4 separate regions of the Sus scrofa genome follow, and all the other regions are linked to region 4. Evidence: chromatin contacts called from public Hi-C, HiChIP or PLAC-seq and promoter capture Hi-C data. All regions are on one chromosome and are shown on one strand. The core of a region is the stretch at or near the end of the contact, and the rest is flanking DNA. Distances in the headings are between cores, read along the strand shown.

Region 1 (5,170 bases), core at 795-3,294, 200 kb after region 4:
GTGGTGACATGAAAGTGTGCCCTCCTGAGGCTCTGTTCCTAATCAGCCATTCTTCCCAGCTCCTGGGATATCTCCTCCTGGCTGAGATTCCAGGCCATGCTTTGGAGGATGGAGTGCAAGATGCCAGAGCTGCCCATTGCCCTTTGGCCCCCTGTTCCCACTCCTGCCCTTCCCATCCCAGCCCCCTCCCTCTTTCCCTGGCCCTGGTGGGCCAACTCACAGCCAGAGGAGACCATGCTGACAATGATGGATGTGGAGGTGCTGGAGCTCTGCACCAGCACGGTCACTAGGATCCCCACCACCAGCCCTGCTACTGGGTTGGACAGGATGGCGTTGTCCTTGAAGATGTCGCCAGCCACCTTTCCTGGGGAACATGAGGCAGCATTTTCCGAGACTCTTCAGATCCCTTCCCTGGTCCCCCCACCACCACCCTACCTCCAGCCAGCTGGAAGGCTGAGCTGAGCACGTCCAGGGAGCAGACAAAGAGGTAGAGGAAGGCAAGCATCAGCGGCACCTTGAGGAGCATTGAGCCAGCCTGGCGCAGCTTCTGGGCCAACCCTGGCTCTGGAGACAGGCCAGCAGTGAGCACAGTGGCCAAAGTCTGAGTCAGTGACTGGCGGCCCACCTTCCCCCCTCACCCAGGCCCACCTGGCTTCTGTTCCTCCTCCAGGGCCAGCTTGGAGGGCAGCGGGTCATGGCGCTCCAGAACCTCCCCATAGGAGCAGCCGTGCTCGGTGAGGGCCACAGGGCCCAGGCTGGGGAAGGCATAGGCTGAGGTCCCTGGGATCCTGTGCAGGACTGGGGAGGGAGGCCGGTCACGAACTTCCTGAGGCCCCGTGTCACTTCGGAGGAGGGGGGAGGGGGGGTGGGGGGGAGAGAGGAGGCCTCACCCGGGATGTGGGCGACCAATCAAGGGCAGGCAGGGACTCAGAGTAGGAATAGCACTCACCCTGCGGGCTGGGCACGTAGGCAAAGGTCGCCCCACGCATCATGTGCCCCCCGCGGACTGGGAGCGGGGAGATAGCCGGGCCCCCCAGCCTCTCTCCGTAGGACATCATCCTGGGTACACTCTGTGGGCCCTGCACATCAGGGGGCCCAAACTGAATGACAACTGCTGTGTCACAGAAACACACACACACAGCCATTCCCCCCCACATCCACACACCCATTCACTCATGTGCACAAACACCCATGGTGTGTGATCCCAAATACACACCCAGAAAAGCACACTCAGGTGGTTGTCACACATTTGGGGATTCGTTCATTCAGTCATTCGTTCGTTCATTCATTCATTCAGCAAGTATTTATTTACTCTATCTCAGGCACTGAGCTCAACGCCAGGGTACAGCTGGCTAATACAGATGCAGCTCTGCCCCCATGAAGCTCAGTGTCTAGTGGGGAGACACATGTCAATGAAATAAGCTCTCAGATAGATGGAACATGACAATGGGAACAAGTGTCCTAATGACAGATACAGGTGCCACCAGAGTGCTTCCTGGGGCCAAGAGATTCACCCTCACAAGTGAAGTGCTTTCCCCATCCATTCCCACCCCCAAGCAATAAAAAAATGTTGGTGATCTTTTTGCCATGAATGAGGCTCAGACCAGGACTGGTTTAATTAAGCAGAACCCTCACCCTGTCCCCAAGTCTGGGAAGACCTCGGCTTGCCTTAGGCCCTCCTGAACTGCCCCAGGAGTTCTCTGCTATTGAGGTGGGAGTGCCCCAGTCTGCTTCAGGACCTCCTCCCTCCACCCCAACATTATTCCAAGGGTCCTGGCTATTAGGATTGGGGGCAGGTATGCAGAGCTGAATGCCGGGCCCTGGAAGAGCATGAGTCCTTTTCACTCTGGGGGAGTGAGCCAGGCTTGGATGGGACTAAGATGTGGTAGGGGACAGGGACGGAGGCATGGTGAGGACAGAGGTGAGGGGCTTGTTTCCACCTAAGTGTTGGGGATGGGTTTAGGATGTGGGGACCCTGGACTCACCTTGGTGTTCTGTGTTTCAGCTCCTGTTCAGCTGCTCAGGGAAGCCCTAGGAAGGGCTGGGAGGGACCAGGAGGGAACCTGGGACCCTCCCCTTTATACCCTCGGGTCAAGGGCAAAGTCCCTAGAACCCTAGCTGCTCTCCCTCTGTTCCCCCGATTAACCTAACCCCCTAGATTCCTCCCAGTTAATTGCTAATCGTCTGCTCTGCAAGGGGGAGTCTGTGGTCAGGCTCTCTCCTCCCCCGCACAGATACTCAGCCTGAACCATGATCCAGATTCAGCAAGGAGAGCACTGAGGCATCCCACACCCCCAGGCAGAGACCCTAATATCACTCAGGTGCCTTGTTCCGAGGGTCCCCTGAGATTTCATGGCTCTGGCCCGTTTTCCTTATTCTTGGCCTGACAGTGCTCCCCAGGGAATGGCCCAAACACCCTTGAGCCTTGCCTTCCATCAGGGTGTCTCTGGGTTTGTCTGTGTGACTTGAGTGGCATTTGGAAAAGAGGGAGAATGTGAGGGAGGAAGCAACAGAAGACACACCCAGAGAGGCTATTTGTGCTGAACTGTGGGACGTCCATGACCACAGATCCAGGATGTGAGCCTGGAGAATGTGAAGCCTCTGGCCAGATAGGGCAGGGCCTGGTCTGCACTTTAGAATGGTCTTGGGGTTGGGGGTGGGGTGGCGTGGTATGTGTCAAAGGGAGCAAGTCCAGGGTGGCACAGCAGGTTAAGGATCTGGTGTTGTCACTGTAGTGGCTCAAGTCACTGCTATGGTGAGAATTCCCTGGCCCTGGAACTTCCACATACTTCGGGCATAACCGATAAAAAGGCAGGGGGTGGGAGGTGTGAGTCTGGAAGGAGAGATTGCTGATGTGATGGTCCAGGTGACAGATGATGAGGTCTGAATCAAAGTGGAAAGAAGAGGGATGGAGAGGAGAGAATGCATCCTAGGGATACTTGGTGTATCTTTTTTCTTTTTCCTTTTTAGGGCCACACCCGAGGCAAATGGAAGTTCCCCATCTAGGGGTTGAATCAGAGCTGCAGCTGCCAGCCTATACCACATCCACAACAACACCAGATCCGAGCTGCCTCTGTGACCTACGCTGCAGCTTGTGGCAACACTGGATCCTTAACCCACTGAGCGAAGCCAGGGGAGGGTGCGAGCAAGAGGAAGTATGTAATGATTGGGTTTCTGGATCAGGAAGCCAATGATGACACAGGTCTGTTGCAGAATTCCTGAAACCCAGACAGGAGGGTTAAGGAGACTTTTTTCTCTTTCTTGGGACCTTGGAGCCTGAGTTTGGGCTTATGATCACAGAGAGATGAGAAGGGGGTGCCCCTTCTAAGGGATTAAGATTTTATCAGATCAGGAGTTCCCATTGTAGCTCAGCAGTTAACGAATCCGACTAGGAACCATGAGGTGGCGGGTTTGATCCCTGGCCTCCCTCAGTGGGTCAAGGATCTGGTGTTGCCATGACCTGTGGTGTAGGTTGCAGATGCAGCCCAGATCCCAAGTTGCTGTGGCTTGTGGTGTAGGCTGGCAGCTACAGCCCCAGTTAGACCCCTAGCCTGGAAATCTCCATATGCCTCAGGTATGGCTCTAGAAAAGATACACACACACACACACACACACACACACACACAAACACGATTTTATCAGATAAAAAAAAATCAAAAGCATAAAAAACTTAAAAAAAAAGTAGGGAGAGTTCCCTGATGGCTCAATGGGTTAAGGGCCAGCATTATCATTGCTGTGGCTCTGGTCACTGCTGTGGCGGGAGTTTGGTCCCTGGCCTGGGAAATTCCACATGCTGCCAAAATAATACATATTTTATCAGATTCAGGAGTGGTGGGTCAACAACTCCTCCTGGTTCACCAGCCACCCTTTGATCCCTCAGGACCCCCTGAGCTATGGCCCTTTGCAACATCTTACACATTTTAGGGTCACTCAGACCCAGCCTTCTCCATCAAAGAGGATGGACATTTTTGAATAGTTCCACCTTAAATATGAGTGCTTAATTTACAGAACTTTGGGGAGTTATCTACCTCATAGAGCTCACAATTGACTCTTTGTCAAAGTGGCTAAAAGCAGAGGAGAGGTCAGCCTGGGTTTTGATCCCAGTGCCACCACATTGTGGTCATAGCAGTTTAGGCCACAGAACCCACAGGGGAGAGGGGTGGGGAGGAGGAGGGAGGGGCAGAGGTACAGCTGGGATTGGGTTGGGGTGGAGTGACCATAAGTCCTGGCTTGCCCGGCCAAGTCTGCATTTATGACTGTTGATTCAGGGTTCCCTTTCACTCTGCAAAGTGCCCTGGTTTGGACAATAAAGCCATGTGGTCTTACGTCTGTTCTGGGAGATTCTGGGGAGTGAAGGCAGGGAATCAGCCACTTGGTGCTTACGAGAAAGGTCTCCATTCATAGCAAAAAGGAAAATAAAAACAATCCTGCTTCTGAGAAACATTGCTGTGATGTTTAGAACAATGACACCTCCTTTTTTAAAAATGAGTTGCCATCTTTATTTTATTTTATTTTTTATTTTTATTTTTTTCCTTTCAGGGCTGCACCTGTGGCATATGGAAGGTCCCCAGCTAGGGGTCCAATTGGAGCTGTAGCTGCCAGCCTATGTCACAGCCACAGCAACGCGGGATCCAAGCCGCATCTTCAAACTACCTCACAGCTCAGGGCAACACTGGATCCTTAACCCACTGAGTGAGGTCAGGGATAGAACCTGCATCCTCATGGATACTCGCCAGATTCGTTTCCGCCGAGCCACAACGGGAACTCCAACAACTCCTTTTTAAGAAGATTCAGATCTTTGACAGTTTTGAAACCTGCCTTCCTTGCCCTCATGGAGTACAGGGTTTAGCGGGATAGGCATTTTTCAGTCAAATGCATCGCAAGATATAACTGCAAAATGCTGTGGACACCCACCACTTCCGAGGATATTTGGTGGCAAGTGGGGTGGCCACTGCCCTAGCAAAAAACGTGGAAAACTTGGGAACTGACCACGGTTGCCTTGGGGGACTCCTGACAGCCTTGGAGATGGTGGCTCTCCATCCCCAGGCGGCTCCGCCCCTCTGATTCTCTCAGCCCAGGCCTGCTCACCGCCTGCCTCCTCCGCATCCGCGACAGCCTCTGGGTGTCTCCCTGAGTGGTGACTCCTGCCCTGTCTGCTCACCTGCACTTT
Region 2 (5,273 bases), core at 1,418-3,917, 140 kb before region 4:
ACTATTATTGCCAGACTCAGGAGGAGGGAGGAGGGAGAAGGCAGGGGAAGGCTTGGGGTGTGAAATGGTACAGTGAAGTGGTGGACAGTAAGGCAAAGCTGACAGCAACCACTGGTCCTAAAACTCAGAAGAAGCTATCTTTTTTCTTTCTTTTTTTCTTTTTTTTTTTTTTTTTGGTCTTTTTGCCTTTTCTGGGGCTGCTCCTGTGGCATGTGGAGATTCCCAGGCTAGGGGTCGAATCGGAGCTGTAGCTGCTGGCCTACACCAGAGCCACAGTAACGCGGGATCTGAGGCATGTCTGCAGCCTACACCACAGCTCATGGCAACACCGGGTCCTTAACCCACCAAGCAAGGCCAGGGATTGAACCCACAACCTCATTGTTCCTAGTCGGATTCGTTAACCACTGCGCCACAATGGGAACTCCAGAAGCTATCTTTTCTTAAGAAATTCCAAAGTAAAAACATTCAAAAGGTCGACTGGGGGAGGGGGGGCATACCCACAACATGCAGCAGTTCCCGGGCCAGGGATAGAACCCATGCCATAGCAGTGACCTAAGCCATAGAAGTGATAACACCAAATCCTTAACTACTGGGTTACCTGGGAACTCCTTAAAAGGCCAATTTTTGGTTACATTGTGCACACAAACTTTGTTTATTTTCAAAAAAAATTTTGTTGCTTGTATAACACATGTTCAATTGATACATTTTTCTGTTTGTGAAATTACTTGGGATCTATGTAGCATGGATTGCATCCTAATTTTTCTTATTAAAAAATACTTTTTTTTTTTTTCTTTTTAGGGCTGCACCGGAGGCATATGGAGGCTCCCAGGTTAGGGGTCTAATCGGAGCTGTAGCTGCTGGCCTATATCACAACCACAGCAATGCCGGGTCCTTAACACACTGAGCAAGGGCAGGGATCCAACATGCATCCTCATGGATCCTAGTCAGGTTCATTAACGGCTGAGCCACAAAGGGAACTCCATAATCATATATTTTTAAATGTTTTGTTTCCACAGAGCCAGGATGGGAACTCCTAAAATACTAAAAAAAAAATTTTAAAAAACAGTATTATGTAATGACTGCACTTGGTTGCGAGGTTAAAAGGTCAGGCTTTCGGTTGGCTTGACTGCCATGCGCTGGCAAGCCACCTGCAGACTTCTAAAGTTCCACTTTCAGGAGTTCCCATCATGGCTCAGCTATAACAAACCTGACTAGGATCCATGAGGACTTGGGTTTGATCCCTGGCCCCCGCTCAGTGGGTTAAGGATCTAGCTGTGCCGTGAGCTGTGGTATAGGTCACAGACGCTGCTCAGATCTGGCATTGCTGTGGCTGTGGTGTAGGCCTGTGGCTACCGCTCTGATACAACCCCTAATCTGGGAACTTCCATAGGCAGTGGGTGAAGCACTAAAAAGAAAAAAAAAAAAAAATTTCCACTTTCTGGGCTGTTCCACCACCACAAAAATGGAGGGCCTAACACCGCATGATCAAGGCAACTGACTTACAGCAACGATCTAATTAATATCCACCCAATAGGACACAAGAAATAAGGCAGAGGTACAAGATCCACCCTGGTCTAGGCCTGCTTGCCTCTCCAGCGGCACCATCCACTAATCCTCTACAGATAACTACACACAGAGTGCCTACTCAGAGCTCTCCCCACGACGCCCCAACTTCTCAGCTTCAGTGTTCAAGCCTTCTTCTGCAGTTCCCGCTGTCTCCGCAATGCCTCCCCTGTGCGTGATGCCAGGCAGTGGTAGGAACGATGAGGAAAACAGAGGGTTAGGGGATGCCGATGCAAGGTGAGCCTGAACTGCAATTTTTTTTTTCCCATGCCAGTGGAAGTTCCCGCCGCCAGAGACGGAACCCGCGCCACAGAAGCAACAGTGACAACACTGGATCCTTAACTAGCTACGCTACAAGGGAACTCCCAAGGACTGGAATTTTAGGTTAAGTGTGGTCAGGAAAATCTCCCACATGGGTAACACCTGAGCAGGTCTCTGCGGGAAGGGCGGGAAAGAAAGTCACCGGCTCTCTGGGGAAAAGCGGTCCAGATCGAGGCACTCAATGAATGGGGCCATCCCTTACCAGGAAAGAGAGCAGAGCGTGAGAAATCGTGCTAGAACGAAGAAATCGTTATCAATTAAGTTAAGGCTTTACTTTAACCTTAGTACCTAGGGTATACGCCACCAGGACCGGCTCTGGACCCGGGACCTGACCAGGCTCGGCACTGCCCATTGGAGGGATCAGATTCTAAGGAGGTGTGGAATCACACTGGGCCGACCTCTGGTAGCAGAACCCGCCCTTTAAGCTAGGATCCGTCCTTTTAGACTTGGTCACGCCCCCCACAGGTACAGCCTCCGCCCCCTCGTCTCCAGTATGGTTGACGCGCAACTCTCAGACGAGCCAGACGAGCCGAGGCAGCCGTCCCAGTCCCTCTTCTCCTCCTCCAGGCCCCGCCTCCCTCCGGGCTCCGCCCCCTCCCTCAGAGGTCCTCGGACTCCGGCCTTAATCCGCCCCGCCTCAGCTGTGGGAATGGTCCTGCCCCTACCGCCGAGACTCTGCCCCCCGCTCTATATTTAACGAGTTTAGCATCGGTGATTGGTCAGAGTCTGGGACCTGGGTTCCTAATTGGCTGTCGTGTACTGACTGCTTCCCTCAGAGGGGCATGACCCGGAAGCGATTTCTGAAGCGCCGGCCGCGTGTACTCGGTTCTTGGGCACTTGGTTGCCGAGTTGCTGCCATGACCAAAATAAAGGCAGATCCCGACGGGCCGGAGGCCCAGGCAGATGCGTGCTGCGGGGAGCGCACTTATCATGAACTGCTGGTGAATCTGAACCCCATCGCGCAACCCCTGGCTTCTCGCAAACTGACACGGAAGCTCTACAAATGCATCAAGAAAGGTGCGGTGGTGGGATGGATTGGGAGTTTGGGGTTAGCAGATGCAAACCACTGCATTTGGATTGGATAAGCAATGAGATCCTGCTGTATAGCACAGGGAACTATATCTAATCACCTGTGCTGGAGGATAATGTGGAAAAAAGGAATGTATATAAATATATAACAGGATCACTTTGCTATATAGCAGTAGTTGACAGAACATTGTAAGTCAACTATAATAAAAAACTTTTTAAAGAAAATCTACAGCCTCAGAAAATAAATAAAAATTTTAGAAAAGAGAGATGCGGCGGACGCCGGGCAGGGTGGGGACGCTGGTGGTGGCCCAAGGCCCCCGGGGCTGATTCCCCTGTCGTTGCAGCCGTAAAGCAGAAGCAGATTCGGCGCGGGGTGAAGGAGGTTCAGAAATTTATCAACAAAGGCGAAAAAGGGTAAGAACCCCCTACTGCCCGGTTTTGCATTTCTAAACGATGACGAAAGTATCCCTCCTACTTAGTAGGTAAAAGTGCTCTGACTTGCCCTGATATTCAGGTGATTAGTCGGTAAATTCCTTTCAGCACAGATGTCAATACATCACTTGCACGAGCTCTAAGGGACGGCCATGGGGAAAGAGAATTCCAGGGGAAGCCAGTCATATAAGCCAACTCACTTCAGGTAGATCCCAGCTTCATTCATGCAGCCACTATTTACTGTCTGCCCCTTTTCAGGCACTTGCTACAGGAGGAGATAGTGACATTAACCACACAGGATTACAACTTGTCATAGGCAACTACAGAAGGGAAAAAAGTACAGGGTGCGGTGAGAATGACTTCATTACCCTACATCTTCCCTATTTGGCATTTGTCAGATTCAGGAACTTATTTACGTTTCTATCTTATTATTATTATTATTTTTTTTGTCTTTTTAGGGCCGCACCCAAGGCATATGGAGGTTCCCAGGCTAGGGGTTTAATCGGAGCTGTATCCCCAGGCGTACCTCACAGCCACAGCAACATGGGATCCCAGCCACATCTGCGACCTACACCACAGCTCACAGCAATGCCAGATCCTTAACCCACTGAGCAAGGGCAGAGGCCAGGGATCTAACCCACGTCCTCATGGATACACGGTTCATGCCACGACGAGAACCTCCTTACTTATTTACATTCTTACTCCCTTTCTCTCTCACTTATATCAGAAAATAAGTTCTTTGAGGACAGGATGAACCGTCTCACTGCTTTATTTCCTTTCCAGAAGTGTGTGGTACATTGTAGTTGCTCAAGATATAAAAAATGATGGGGGGGTGATGCTAGGTGGGATAGCTGAGGTCTGAAGTTCTAGGAATTTGTGTGGGGGAGGGAGGAGCATTCTGTCAGAGGAAAGTGAATCCCAGGGCAGGAGAGGATAGTAGTGGGCAGAAGTGCTGTCCTCTCATGGGGCTTTGTAAGCCATGGTAAGTTTAGTTTTTGTACTCAGAGCTTTGGAGGCCACTGAGGGTTAAAGCCAGGGCGTGACATAATTACATTTACACCTTAAGAAGATGTTTCTGGAAGCTTTGGGAAGGATAAGAGATGGAAGACTAGATGGGGAAGTTGAGATAGGAGGCTGTTTTGGTGCAGAAGAGGTGAGGGCAATTTTGATTAGGTTAGTGATGGCAGAGATGGAGAGAATTAAAGTGGATGGATGAGAAGACTTTTGGACATACAGTGAAGAGGTATGGATTCGAGGCGAATGGACAGAGGGCCTACTCACTGAGAGAGTGAACAGTGGAAGAGGCTGAGTTTGTACAGGAAGATCACAAGTTTGGTTTTAGACAAGTTTGAGGTGCCTTTTATTTTTTTTATTTTTGGCAGCATCTGCAGCACACGGAAGTTTCCAGGCCAGGGATCAAATCCAATCCGAAGTTGTGATCTTTGATCTGTGCCACAGCTATGGCAACACCAGATCCCTAACCCACTGCCCCAGGCTGAGGATCAAACCTGCACTGATTCTCTGGACCTTAAAATGCTTTCCCTGTCCTCATCCCCTCCATGGGCTGCCTGACCGATGTTCATCATTCAGGTCTCCTCTCAAGTATTGCTTCCTGATTTCTTTTCTGAGCTCTTACTGCTTGGCATCCCTCCCATACCTCATCTGTCTCAGCCCAATACCTTTGTTACACTTGGTGGGTTTACTTGTTGCCAAGCAATAGAGATCACCTCCCAGAGGAATGCACTCCCCAAACCAATCTGCACGTACTTCCAGAGGTTTGGCGACACACATTAATAATTGGGATCCTTGATGGCAGGAGCCAACTTACCCATCTCTGTACTCCCAATGGCCAGCTCAGAGGTGGCACTTATAACTGAAAGAGGGAACAAGCAAGCTGGAAATGACAGTGGCTTCTCTCATTTCAGGAT
Region 3 (5,263 bases), core at 2,557-5,056, 230 kb after region 4:
CAGAGGTGGCGGGGGGCGAGGAATGAGACCAATTCCAGATCCAACATTCTGGGGCAAGTAACTTCCCTTCTCTGGGCCAGTTTTCCCCTGGGTAGCACGGGGGCTCAGCCTACCCAACCTCCTGGGGCTGCTGGGAAGAGGGAGCGAGGCCCTATTTGTGGCAGCAGCAGGTGTGCAGCTGTGAGAGCAGCGAGATGCTGCTGGCAGGGCTTGGATCTGCCCAGGCTCCCAGGTCTGGGGAAGTTGTGCTGAGTGGGGCTGGCCTTGCCCCACCCTGGCCTGCCTGAAGAGAAGTGGTGAGTGAATGGGAGAAAAGGGGAAGAAAGGATGAGGAAGGGTGTGGTGCCAATGGCGCTCCCGACCCAGGTCTGGCCTCAGTTTGCCATACTTTTTTCTGTGGAAATGGGCCCTGGGGGAGCCGTGGGTAGGTGAAATACTATGCTGAGGGTGGCCTGACATTTGCTGAGCCCTGACTCTGTGACAGGTGTTCTCTGATGGCGACAGCACACATCCATCTTCTCCCTCCATCCTCACATCCCGACTTTGTCTGGCAGGTATTATTACTCCCATTTCACAGGTGAGAAACCTAGGCCCAAAGAACTCACACAGCTGGGAAGTGGCTGAGCTGAAATTAGTTCCTGACTCTGGAACCCGAGTCTCTGGTCTACTGAGCTGCCTCTCTGGATGGACAGGAGACATACCAGGGAGAAGGGAGGCCCAGGGCCTCACCCCTTGCAGCACAGATGGGAGAAACAGACTGGAGGGAAAGGGTCCAGGGACTCCGGGTGAGTTCTGCCCTCTGGAGGGGTCCGACTGCGAAGGGAGGGCTGATTTTCTGAGCATCTTCTAGGCAGGGCCCTCTCTACCATCATCTCATTTCATCCTGGCTTGGGGATACTGGGGCCCCAAGATACTTTCTGGGTAAGCCTGCAGAAAACCCTGGCTGCCTCATTCTTCAGCTCGAGGCAGGCCTGTGCAGCCCCAGGCTGGACTCCAGGAATGTAGGCTGAGGTACAGTGGGCTCTGCCCACGGAGAATGATTAACTGCGCCTCTCCAGGCTTCAGCCTCTCCAGCCCTTGAGCTCTGTCCCTGTTCACACACCCTGTTTTCCTGCATGCATTCCTTTCCCCACGCTGTTCCCTCCTCTGGCTGGCACATCTTTTTAGGACATCGTCAATGCCAACTATGCAGGAAGTGAGTGGTGAAGTTAGTTCTCCCTCCCAGGTCCGCCTCCAGCTTTCTCTATCCCTGACCCCACCCTCCACTCTCACCCAAACCTGGATTTGATTCTGCTCTTCGTGCCTGTGCCTTTGCTGTCCTCCAACAGACCCAGAGCTGTTTGAGGGCCAGGGATAGGGTGACGGGCCTGGGTCTTGATGCCCCGGATAGGGCCAGCACTGAGCGAGCCCTGAGGAGGGGTTGCTGAATGAATGAGTGAGTGACCAAATGAAGGGGCGAGATTGGGGCTGTATGGAGGCATGTCTGGGAGGGGCTGAGAGCCATCTCTAAGTGACAGGTTTCATTGCAGCTGCCTGACTAGCTGAGTGGCAGAAAGATGAGGCTGACACATGAAGCTGCCTTGGCAGGGAACGATGGTGGTGGCGGGTGCGGGTGGCGGCAGGGGGAGGTGGGGGAGGACAGAGCCAGGCAGTTCTGGGGGGTGGAGGGGCCCTGGCACGGAGTCAGATTGGTCCATTCAAACGTGACTCCCTCTACTTGCCAGCTGCCCTCAGCTTGTCATGTACTCCATTGAGCTTCCGTCAAGAGGCAGCTCATGGAAGGAGACTGACAGCTGGCCCACAGATGCTGATGCCTGTTGTCCCTCCCTGTCTCAGCTGAGCATGGTCTCAGAAAGCTGCCCAATGGCCAGCAAGTGGCCAAGCAGTAACCCTTGGGATTCCAAGAGGCAGCACAGAGAGTTTAGAATGAGCCTGGGAAGAGCAAAGATAAAGCTGCGTGTGAAAGTCTCGGAAAGGGGCCAGGGCATCTGTGGGCTTGCCAGGGCTGGGAGCAGAGCTTGGGTGCCCTCCCTCCTCTGAATGACCTTCGAGCATAGTATCTATGTGTTGACATGGGACGGGCAAGGGCTGGATCTGTCTCTGGCCCCCTCAGCTGCCCTGCTGTTCTGGGCACTGCTTGGAAGCATCTACCCAGCTGCCCTCTGGGGTGGGTGTGGGAGTGGGCATGTTCCCCCTTGGCCTGGATGCCCGGGGAGGAGTGAGCCAAGTGTCATGCCTCCGGAGTGGGAATGCGAGGCCCACCGGTGCTTGAACTTTCAAAGTTAGGTTGATGGTATAGATAGCGGTAGGGGGGAGGGATTGGGCCAGCTTGGAGGGGTTCATCTCTCTCCCACCCAATAAAGAGATGCTGGAGGAAGGGGTGTAGAGATAGGTCTTGGGAATTAGGAGGAGGAGCGGGGGTTGAGGTGGTGGCTCAGCTTCATGGTGAAGCAGAGTGTCCTTGAAGAGGGGCTGAGAATGGAGTGGGGGGCATTGGGGCTGACAGTTATAGAACCCCCACAATGGATCAGGGGCCTCATATTCATCATTTGGCTTAATCATCTAAACAAGCCTTTGAAATCCATTCCAAACTTCTCATTTTTATAGAGGAAGAATCTGAGGGTCAGAGAGGACCCTCTAGCCAGGGACAACTGAGCTGAGATTGGAAACCACATCTCTCTGGACCCACTGGCTTTGTCCCACAGTACTAGGCTGGGGCTGTGTAAGAAACTAGGACACTGTCTGGACTTCCCAGAGTTTTTAGGAGGGACTGGGGTTCTGCCAAGTGGGCTGTTGTCCTAGGGATAGAAGAAGAGAAGCCCCGGCACAGCCTGTCTCATCTGCTGAATGAATAAAGAAGCTGGACTCTAAGAGCAGCTCTAACCCAGATGCCAAACAGCCAGGGAGAGGTTTGGGGGAGGGGGCAGCAGCCAGGGGCATCCCAGTACCCAGCTCCCCCTACCTTTCCTAGTGGTCCAGGAATAGAACAGACAGAAGCTGTATCAACTTGGCCTGACCCTGCAGACCCATCCCTGGCTGCCAAAGGGCTCCTAGTTCTGGCAGGAAGCCTCGGGAACAGGTCTAGGGGGAGGGCAGTGACCCAGCAAGGGCTGCCCCTTACCTGACCTTGAGCATCAGGACATGGGGGGCGATATTGCTGAGGCCGAGTGAGGTATGGGAGCTCAGGCCAGTATAGGGGGTGTCAAGGGGCAAAGGCCATGCCCAGTCTCCCTGCTACCCCAGGTGATGCCAAAGTAGCAAGGAAGAGAGCAGTGGGGACTGGGCCAGAAGCCTCTCCTCTAGTCTCATCCCCAGGGCGGCCCCAGGTCCCCCAGCAGAGCCATCTGGAAGGTCCTGTGGTGAGGGCACCAGGTCCCACCACCTGCTGCTATCTGTCCCCAACTTCTCCCGCCCGCTGGCAGCACACAGGCTGTTGCCCAGCCCTACCGGGTGTGCCTCTCGGGCTCCACCCTGGGTGTACCCACCTCCTCCCCGTGGGCCTGGCCTAGAGCCCACACTCACCATGCGTCCGTTGGGGACGCCCAGGTGCTTGGGCTTCCCCGGCATGCCGCTGCTCTTCACGGGTCCCTGCCACGGGAGGCGCCCACCATGGGGACTTCGGGCAGCGCCGGTCAGAGCTTTCACGGTGATGGGCAGGCGGCAGAGAGAGCCCAGCTCCGCTCCTGCGGGCCCTCACATCCTGAAACACCAGCTCACTACCTCTTTTCTCTGCCACAGGAAGCGTCTCTATAGAAACCGAACCACAGAAAGAAGCAAGGTCTAAGAGAGCGAATGCTTCTTCCTACATTCACACACACACACACACACACACACACACACACATGCACACGCACACGCACACACACATTCACGCGCCCGCGCGCACATGCTGCCAACACACCCTTGGCAGTGCTCTACTCAGGCACCAACACAGAGCAGGGGCCTCTGTGTGCCCAGCGAGGAGCCCAGCCTGGTCTGGCGCAGACCGGGGAGCTCCATAGGCATGTCTGGGCACAGAAGTGCCTGTTCACACACCTGGAAAACTTTGTACACCCTGCTGGGGCTTCTGTGGACATGGGAACTTGTGCACCAGGACCTGAATGTCCACTCGTCTACATTACTCAGCACACACCTATCCCACACCTGCTGTGTGCTGAGCATGCACACACTCAGTGCCCCTCCCCCTGGCAGCTGGGTGCATTACTACCTCTGTCCTGAGACACCTTTGGGCTCTCCCTCCCAGGTCTATGCCCAGGTGTACAGACAAATGGATACATCTCATGCATGGTCACATACACACAAGATCCTTCAGGTGTGCGGGTTCTCCCTTGTCAGGTATACCTGGGCCTTCAGTCATGAGTGTGCCCAGTCCCTCGGACAGATGCATGTGACAGGCACACCTGCACAAGGCACATATGAACCCAGTGACCTTTGCAACCAGGTGTGCACGTGCTTGCCCAGCTGGGCAGGGAATGGACCAGGTGCATCTGTGCCCAAAGATGTGTGTGTGCATTCATAGTCACTCATAAAAGTCCCACTTTTGTGAAGTACTGTTGACTGAAGAGGGGTAGTCTGCCTCCTCAGCCCTGGCCCAGTCCCAGTCCCTTTAGCCAGGGTCCTTATTGGCTTTTTTTTGCCCCCCCCCCTTTTAGGGCCACACCCATGGCATATGGAGGTTCCCAGGCTTTGAGTCGAGTTGGAGCTACAGCTTCTGGCCTACACCACAGGCACAGCAATGTGGGATCCGAGTCACATTTGCAACCTACACCACAGCTCATGGCAACACCAGACCCACTGAGCAAGGTCAGGGACTGAACCCGCATCCTCACGGATACTAGTTGGATTCATTTCTGCTGTGCCACAGTGGGAATTCCCTTTCCCTTTTTTTCCTTTTTTTTTTTTTGGCCATGCCTGTGTCATGCAGAAGTTTTTGGGCCAGGGATCGAACCTGAACTACAGCAGTGACCTGACCCATGACAATGATAATGCCAGATCCTTAACCCACTGAGCCGCCAGGGAAATCCCTGGCCTCTTTCTTACATATGTATGTACCCACGAAGACTTGTATTTTACTGAAGTTTGGGCTTTCCTAGAGCCCTGAAGTTACCAGGCACTACAGTTTGGGCCCCACTTTCTGCAAGGAAAAGGTGACACCCCATCTTTCGTATTCTACCCTCTATTCCACTCCCCCTTCCTTCTAAGGCCATGACTTGAATATTTCAGAAGCAGAAAATAAGTGACTCTTCACCATAAATTCAGGTCC
Region 4 (5,516 bases), core at 1,841-4,340:
GCTCTGAGAGTCACCAACTAGCTACCAGGTCATATAGACTCACCTCCTAAGTGCCCTTGGTCCTTCCTCACCCACTGCCTCTATTTTATCTCAAGTCTCATCTGGTCCTTGCCTTGTTCAGACCCATTCAATATCATGGATGATCCTCCTTTGCTCAAGAGGTAATGGCCAAATTCCTTGGCCTCAAGGTCACAATCCTGTGTGACCCGGCTCATCTCCAGTTGCTCCTTGTTATTCACCCAGTGCTACACATAGGGAAACTCAGACTTTCTCCACTCACCAGATTCCTTCCTGTACCAGCCCTCACAAAGCCTGCTGCTTCTGCCTAAAATGACTTCCCTTATTCTATCTGCCTGGAAGCACCCCAATGATCCTTCAGGGCCAAACTCTAACACCATGGCCCGCACTGTGACCCCTGCTCCTGTCACATGGACATAAACTGAAATACATATATCCTCCTTTGTGTTCCCATGGTTTCCAGTAGTGCCCTCTTTGAATCCTTTATATATATATATATATATATATATATATATATACATTTTCTTTTTTTTTTTTTTTTTGTCTTTTTGCCTTTTCTAGGGCTGCTTCCCGCGGCATATGGAGGTTCCCAAGCTAGGGGTCTAATCGGAGCTCTGGCCGCTGGCCTACGCCAGAGCCACAGCAACGCAGGATCTGAGCCACGTCTTCGACCAACACCACAGCTCACAGCAACACCGGATCCTTAACCCACTAAGCAAGGCCAGGGATCAAGCCCGAAACCTCATGGTTCCTAGTTGGATTCGTTAACCACTGCGCCACGACGGGAACTCCAAAGCCTTTGGAATTCTGAAATCATCTGTGTCCCTGCTTGTCTTCCCCATTGGTAATCAGATTCATATCTGTGCCCACAGCACAAGTCACACAGCAGAGGACTTGCTAAGTGAGTTATAGGAAGGGTTCAAGCATTCAGGGCATGCTTGCCAAATACAAGAGCCAGATCAACTTCTGCCTCTCTCTTGAGGCACAACTGCCAACTTGGAAGCCAGCAGCCCTGAGACCAGGCGCGGGTCCCATACGCAGCAGAGAAGGGGCCTGGTAGGACACCCTCACAGGCTTCTGACTTACCCCCCGTTGTCCTGTGGTGGGGGTTTCCGCTGGGGAGGAGCAAAGGCCAATCCTGCCAGTGGCCTGGTAAGTCTGGAACCTCTACAGATTCTCTCTTTGGGTTCTTTCTTGGGGTGGGGTAGAGGCCAGGGAGAGGGACACTGGGCAATATCCCACCTTGGGGGAAGAAGCAGTGACCATTATCTGGGAGAATGGCATGGATTGGGCATTCCATGCACTTCCACATGCTGATCCCTCAGTCCAGCCTTTCCTTCCTCCCAGGATACATACTCATGGGCACTCTCTTCCTGTGCCCCAAACCATTGAACAACCGAATTTAGAGCCGAATTTAGTGTCCTCTGGACCTTGGACACTGAGAAAAGTTGCTCCTTGTGCCACCTGGTGGCAAACTTTAGATCTGCAGTCTCAGCTGCTCCCAGACCCAGGCCACTCTGGTTCTGGGGAGGCAGACTGGAAGAGGTTTTGTCTACATCATCAGTCTGTGCCCAAGGCTAATGAGAGGCAGATTCAAACCCATACAGACTGGTTCCAGTGCCATAATTCTTAACTGCTACAATAGCCTGCATCTGTTGCACGGATCTTTGTACCTGTGGGTCAAAAGTAGCACTGACATTGGTAAAGTTTTCTGGGAGCATGGTTATGTTCCAAAAGTTTATGGGAAGGAATTGGGAACTGGACATTCTCCTCCATTACCTTTCCTTTCTTCTCTCACACAAACCTTAGTGGTACAGGTTTGACTACTCAGCTGCTCTGGTGTCAGCACCTTCAAGCTGCAAAAGCAACTGGAAGTCAACTGGCATCTCCTCTATGCCAAGCAGTGTCAAGAGTTTTACATATATGACTTCCTTTCATCCTCAGATAGACTTGAAGAGCAGATATTATGATCCCTGTTTCAGAGATGGAAAAGCTGAGGAGAAAGATTTAAGTCTGCTTCTGGTCACATGGCTATCAAAGAGGATTCCTGTCCAGGCCTAAATCCACAGTCCAGGCTTTCTACCATAGTCCTGTCTTCTCGCTTCAACACAAAGTCTGAAAAATCCCCAAAGATTAAAGAGTTGTGCCCACTCTATTCCAGTCGTTAGGCATCTGGCAAACTTAAGAGACATAAAGAAAATGAGGTGACATCCACTCACTAGGTAGATCCACCATCATGTGTTCTAGTGAGCAGAGTTTTGGCAGTTCATCTCAAAACTGAAGTGTGGGTGTCCTTCCAAATGTAAACGGCCAAATAGCTCTCCTCTACCTCCCATTTTGCTTTAGTGGTAATCACTAGCTAAGGTCTGGGTCAAGCTCACACCCAACACAAGGGGCAGACCACATTCAAGCACAGCTACACCGGAAATGAACTAACGTTGCAGTCTGAGGAGTGTTTAGTCTCCGCCAGGCAGTGGCCAGCCAGGCAGAGCATAGAGCTTCTGTTGGGTGTATTCTTCTGGGCAGTCAGAAAAGACTGGGGAAGCATGAGGAGGGAGGGTAGGGTCTACGGCAACGTGGATGTGATGCGGGATGCAGAGACCAGAGAAAGACAGAACCTCTGAAACCAGAGACAGACAGAGAGACATCCACTGAGGGAGGCCAACGAAGCCAGAGACCTGCACGATGATAGAGGCCAGTGGAAAAACACAGAAACCCATGAGAGAAAGAGACTCGAACAGAGGGATAGAAACTCACAAAGGGAAGTCAACGGAGAAATACAGACCTGCTGCGTGAGGAAGACCTGCGGAGTGACGGGGACTGGTAGAGACAGAGACCTACACACAGAGAGACAGAGACGCGAATACAGAGAGAGCAGTGACCCACAAGGAGAACCACAAACCCTCAGAGAGCCCCGCAGAGACGGAGACGCGACGGCCTCGGGCTGCTGAATCCCACGGGGCGGCCCGGAAAGGATCGGCACCCGGGAGGACGTGGCCCGGGCCGGCCACCGCCGCTCACCTGCCGTCCTCCCAGGGCAACTGAGCCGCTTTCCTCCGGGAGGGGAACATCGTTGGGGGAGGCGGCGGCGCATGGAGCTCTAGCTCCGAGCCGGGCCAGCCCGGCCTCCCCGGCCTACGCGGCGCCTCCGCCTCCCGCCCCGCCCAGGCCCGTCCGCCCCGCCCCTGGGTCCGCTGGGTCCGCTGCTCCGGCCGAGCCGTGTGCTCCCCGGAGCTGCAGCGTCAAAGGTTCCGCGTCCGGAGGAACACGTGAGCGCTCCAACCGCCTGAACTGCTGTTTTCCGAGAACCGCTTAACATCCCGAGAAATTGGGACCCCAGGGAGGGCTCAAGTCAATGGTCTGGGACTGGACTAAGACCACAAACTTCCAAATCAGCGCCCTGGATCTCCTGCGTCTTCCTCCTCTTCCCAAGGGAAGGCAGGGAGCGTCTGAGCCGCGGTCAACCCAGGTGCAACAAGCTTGGATGGGGACAGAGCCAAGTGCAGGGTTCACCTGGGGTTCGGGCAATACCCTAAGTGATACCCCAAGTAGTAGTTAGGAGCGGCACTAAAGGCAAATTGACTGTATTTGAAACCTGATTCTGCCAATTTGGCTGTTTGGGAGCAAGGCACAATATTTTGCTTCTGTTTCCTCACCTAAGTAAATTGTTCTGATCTATATGGTTACTGTGAGGATTAAAGGAGAGAAAATGCAAACACTTGGTACAGTGATGGGCACAATAGTCAACGCTATATAAATGATAAATGTCATCCAGGGGAGGAGTACTTAGGTGGAGCTGAGGTGAGTACTTAAGAAGGGCATAGAAGATAGATTTCCCATATCTGACCTGTCACTGTAATTTAGCCCTATGCTGGGCCAGCTTCCCTCCTGGGAAGAGAGAGTGGCAATGTTATTAGACTTAATCTCTGTTCTTCCAGGCAAATTTTGTTTCCTAATAAATAGCTAACATGCATTGAGTTGTGACTATGTGCCAGTCATTGTTTTAAATTCTTTGCTACTGTCAGAGTTCCCATCGTGGCGCAGCATTAATGAATCTGGGTCTGATTCCTGGCCTCGCTCAGTGTGTTAAGGATCTGGCATTGCTGTGAGCTGTGGTGTAGGTTGCAGATGTGGCTCAGAGCTGATGTTGCTGTGCCTGTGGCGTAGGCCGACAGCCATAGCTCCAATTCAACCCCTAGCCTGGGAACCTCCATATGCCTTGGTTGCGGCCCTAAAAAGCAAAAATAGATACTTTACTATTGTTAACTCAATCTATTCTTGTGAGTATGGTACTTACTATGCCCACTTTTTTTTTTTTTTTTTTTTGTCTTTTTGCCATTTCTTGGGCTGCTCCCTCGCCATATAGAGGTTCCCAGGCTAGGGGTCCAATCAGAGCTGTAGCCGCCGGCCTACACCAGAGCCACAGCAACTCGGGATCAATCTGAGCCGCGTCTGCAACCTACAACACAACTCACAGCAACGCTGGATCCTTAACCCACTGAGCAAGGCCAGGGATCGAACCTGCAACCTCATGGTTCCTAGTTGGATTCGTTAACCACTGAGCCACGACGGGAACTCTGTGCCCCCTTTAAAGATGAGGTAACTGAGGAGTTTTCTAGGTGGCTCAGTGGGTTAAGTATCTGGTATTGTCACTGCTGTGGCTCGGGTCACTGCTGTGGCACAGATTCAATCCCTGTCCAGGGAACTTCCACATGCCCCAGGCAAAAAGAAAAAAAATAGATAAAAAAATAAAGATGTGAGGAGTTCTGGTTGTGGCGCAGCAGAAACGAATCTGACTAGGAAACATGAGGTTGCAGGTTCAATCCCTGGCCTTGCTCAGTGTGTTAAGGATCTAGGGTTGCCATGAGCTGTGGTATGGGTCGCAGATGTGGCTCAGATCTGGCGTGGCTGTAGCTCTGATTTGACCCCTAGCCTGGGAAACGCCATATGCCAAGGGTGTGGCCCTAAAAAGCAAAAAAATAAATTAAAAAATTAAAATTAAAAAAAAAGATGAGTTTCTGCTGTGGCACAGTGGGATTGGCAGCATCTCTGCAGCACCACGACACTAGTTAAAAAGATCCAGCGGAGTAGGTAACAACTAAGGCAGGAACGAAGGGAGGGAGGAAAAAAAAATGATGAGGGAACTGAGGTGGTTTGGTTGCACAAACTATGGTCTCAACTACTCTACTTCTGAGACAACTTTACTATATGGGTGGGAAATTATTTGTTCCCAGCAGTGCTCTTTCTTCTTTTAACCCCACATACAATCCACCCATCCCCTTCTTGCTGATCTCTCCTAGGGCACTGTACCTTATAGCAGATCCTTGACAAGTTCAGCCTCAATTTCACTGATGACAAAGGCGAGGCCAACCCCTGCAGAGACCAGTCAGGTAAGGCCAATGTTGGAAGCAGAGAGATGGGACTGACCTGGAAAGCACGAGCCCCTCTAAAGGGGACAGTTACCCTTCAGGCCAGCTAATTGTTGCTGCATCAGGACG

The links. Promoter capture Hi-C pulls out the DNA fragments that hold promoters and counts their contacts. A called contact is a pair of places that touch in the nucleus more often than the background predicts. HiChIP or PLAC-seq counts read pairs in DNA pulled down with a chosen protein or histone mark.
Region 1: a contact with region 4 is called in an H3K27ac HiChIP or PLAC-seq map of alveolar macrophages. The contact joins the promoter of SLC34A1 here to the promoter of B4GALT7 in region 4. A contact is called at or near these places in 1 of 5 promoter capture datasets (liver) and 1 of 2 datasets of contacts at active chromatin or transcription factors (alveolar macrophages).
Region 2: a Hi-C map of liver shows a contact between it and region 4, with 8 times the contacts expected there. The contact joins the promoter of NHP2 here to the promoter of B4GALT7 in region 4. A contact is called at or near these places in 3 of 47 Hi-C or Micro-C datasets (embryonic fibroblasts, liver and skeletal muscle).
Region 3: a promoter capture Hi-C map of liver shows a contact between it and region 4, with 2.3 times the contacts expected there. The contact joins the promoter of RGS14 here to the promoter of B4GALT7 in region 4. A contact is called at or near these places in 1 of 5 promoter capture datasets (liver) and 1 of 2 datasets of contacts at active chromatin or transcription factors (alveolar macrophages).

Annotation. Positions count from the first base shown.
Region 1 is chr2:80,561,245-80,566,414 of Sscrofa11.1, forward strand. It overlaps SLC34A1 (solute carrier family 34 member 1), which reads right to left and starts at 2,045. Exons shown (of 13, transcript NM_001044623.1): 1 at 1,986-2,045; 2 at 950-1,079; 3 at 649-798; 4 at 436-564; 5 at 221-364. The coding sequence starts at 1,058.
Region 2 is chr2:80,220,772-80,226,044 of Sscrofa11.1, forward strand. NHP2 (H/ACA ribonucleoprotein complex subunit 2) reads left to right here and starts at 2,668. Exons shown (of 4, transcript XM_003123671.4): 1 at 2,668-2,901; 2 at 3,258-3,327; 3 at 5,271-5,273. The coding sequence starts at 2,742.
Region 3 is chr2:80,586,192-80,591,454 of Sscrofa11.1, forward strand. RGS14 (regulator of G-protein signaling 14) reads right to left here and starts at 3,807. Exons shown (of 15, transcript XM_005661452.3): 1 at 3,523-3,807. The coding sequence starts at 3,567.
Region 4 is chr2:80,356,788-80,362,303 of Sscrofa11.1, forward strand. B4GALT7 (beta-1,4-galactosyltransferase 7) reads right to left here and starts at 3,091. Exons shown (of 6, transcript NM_001168422.1): 1 at 3,040-3,091. The coding sequence starts at 3,089.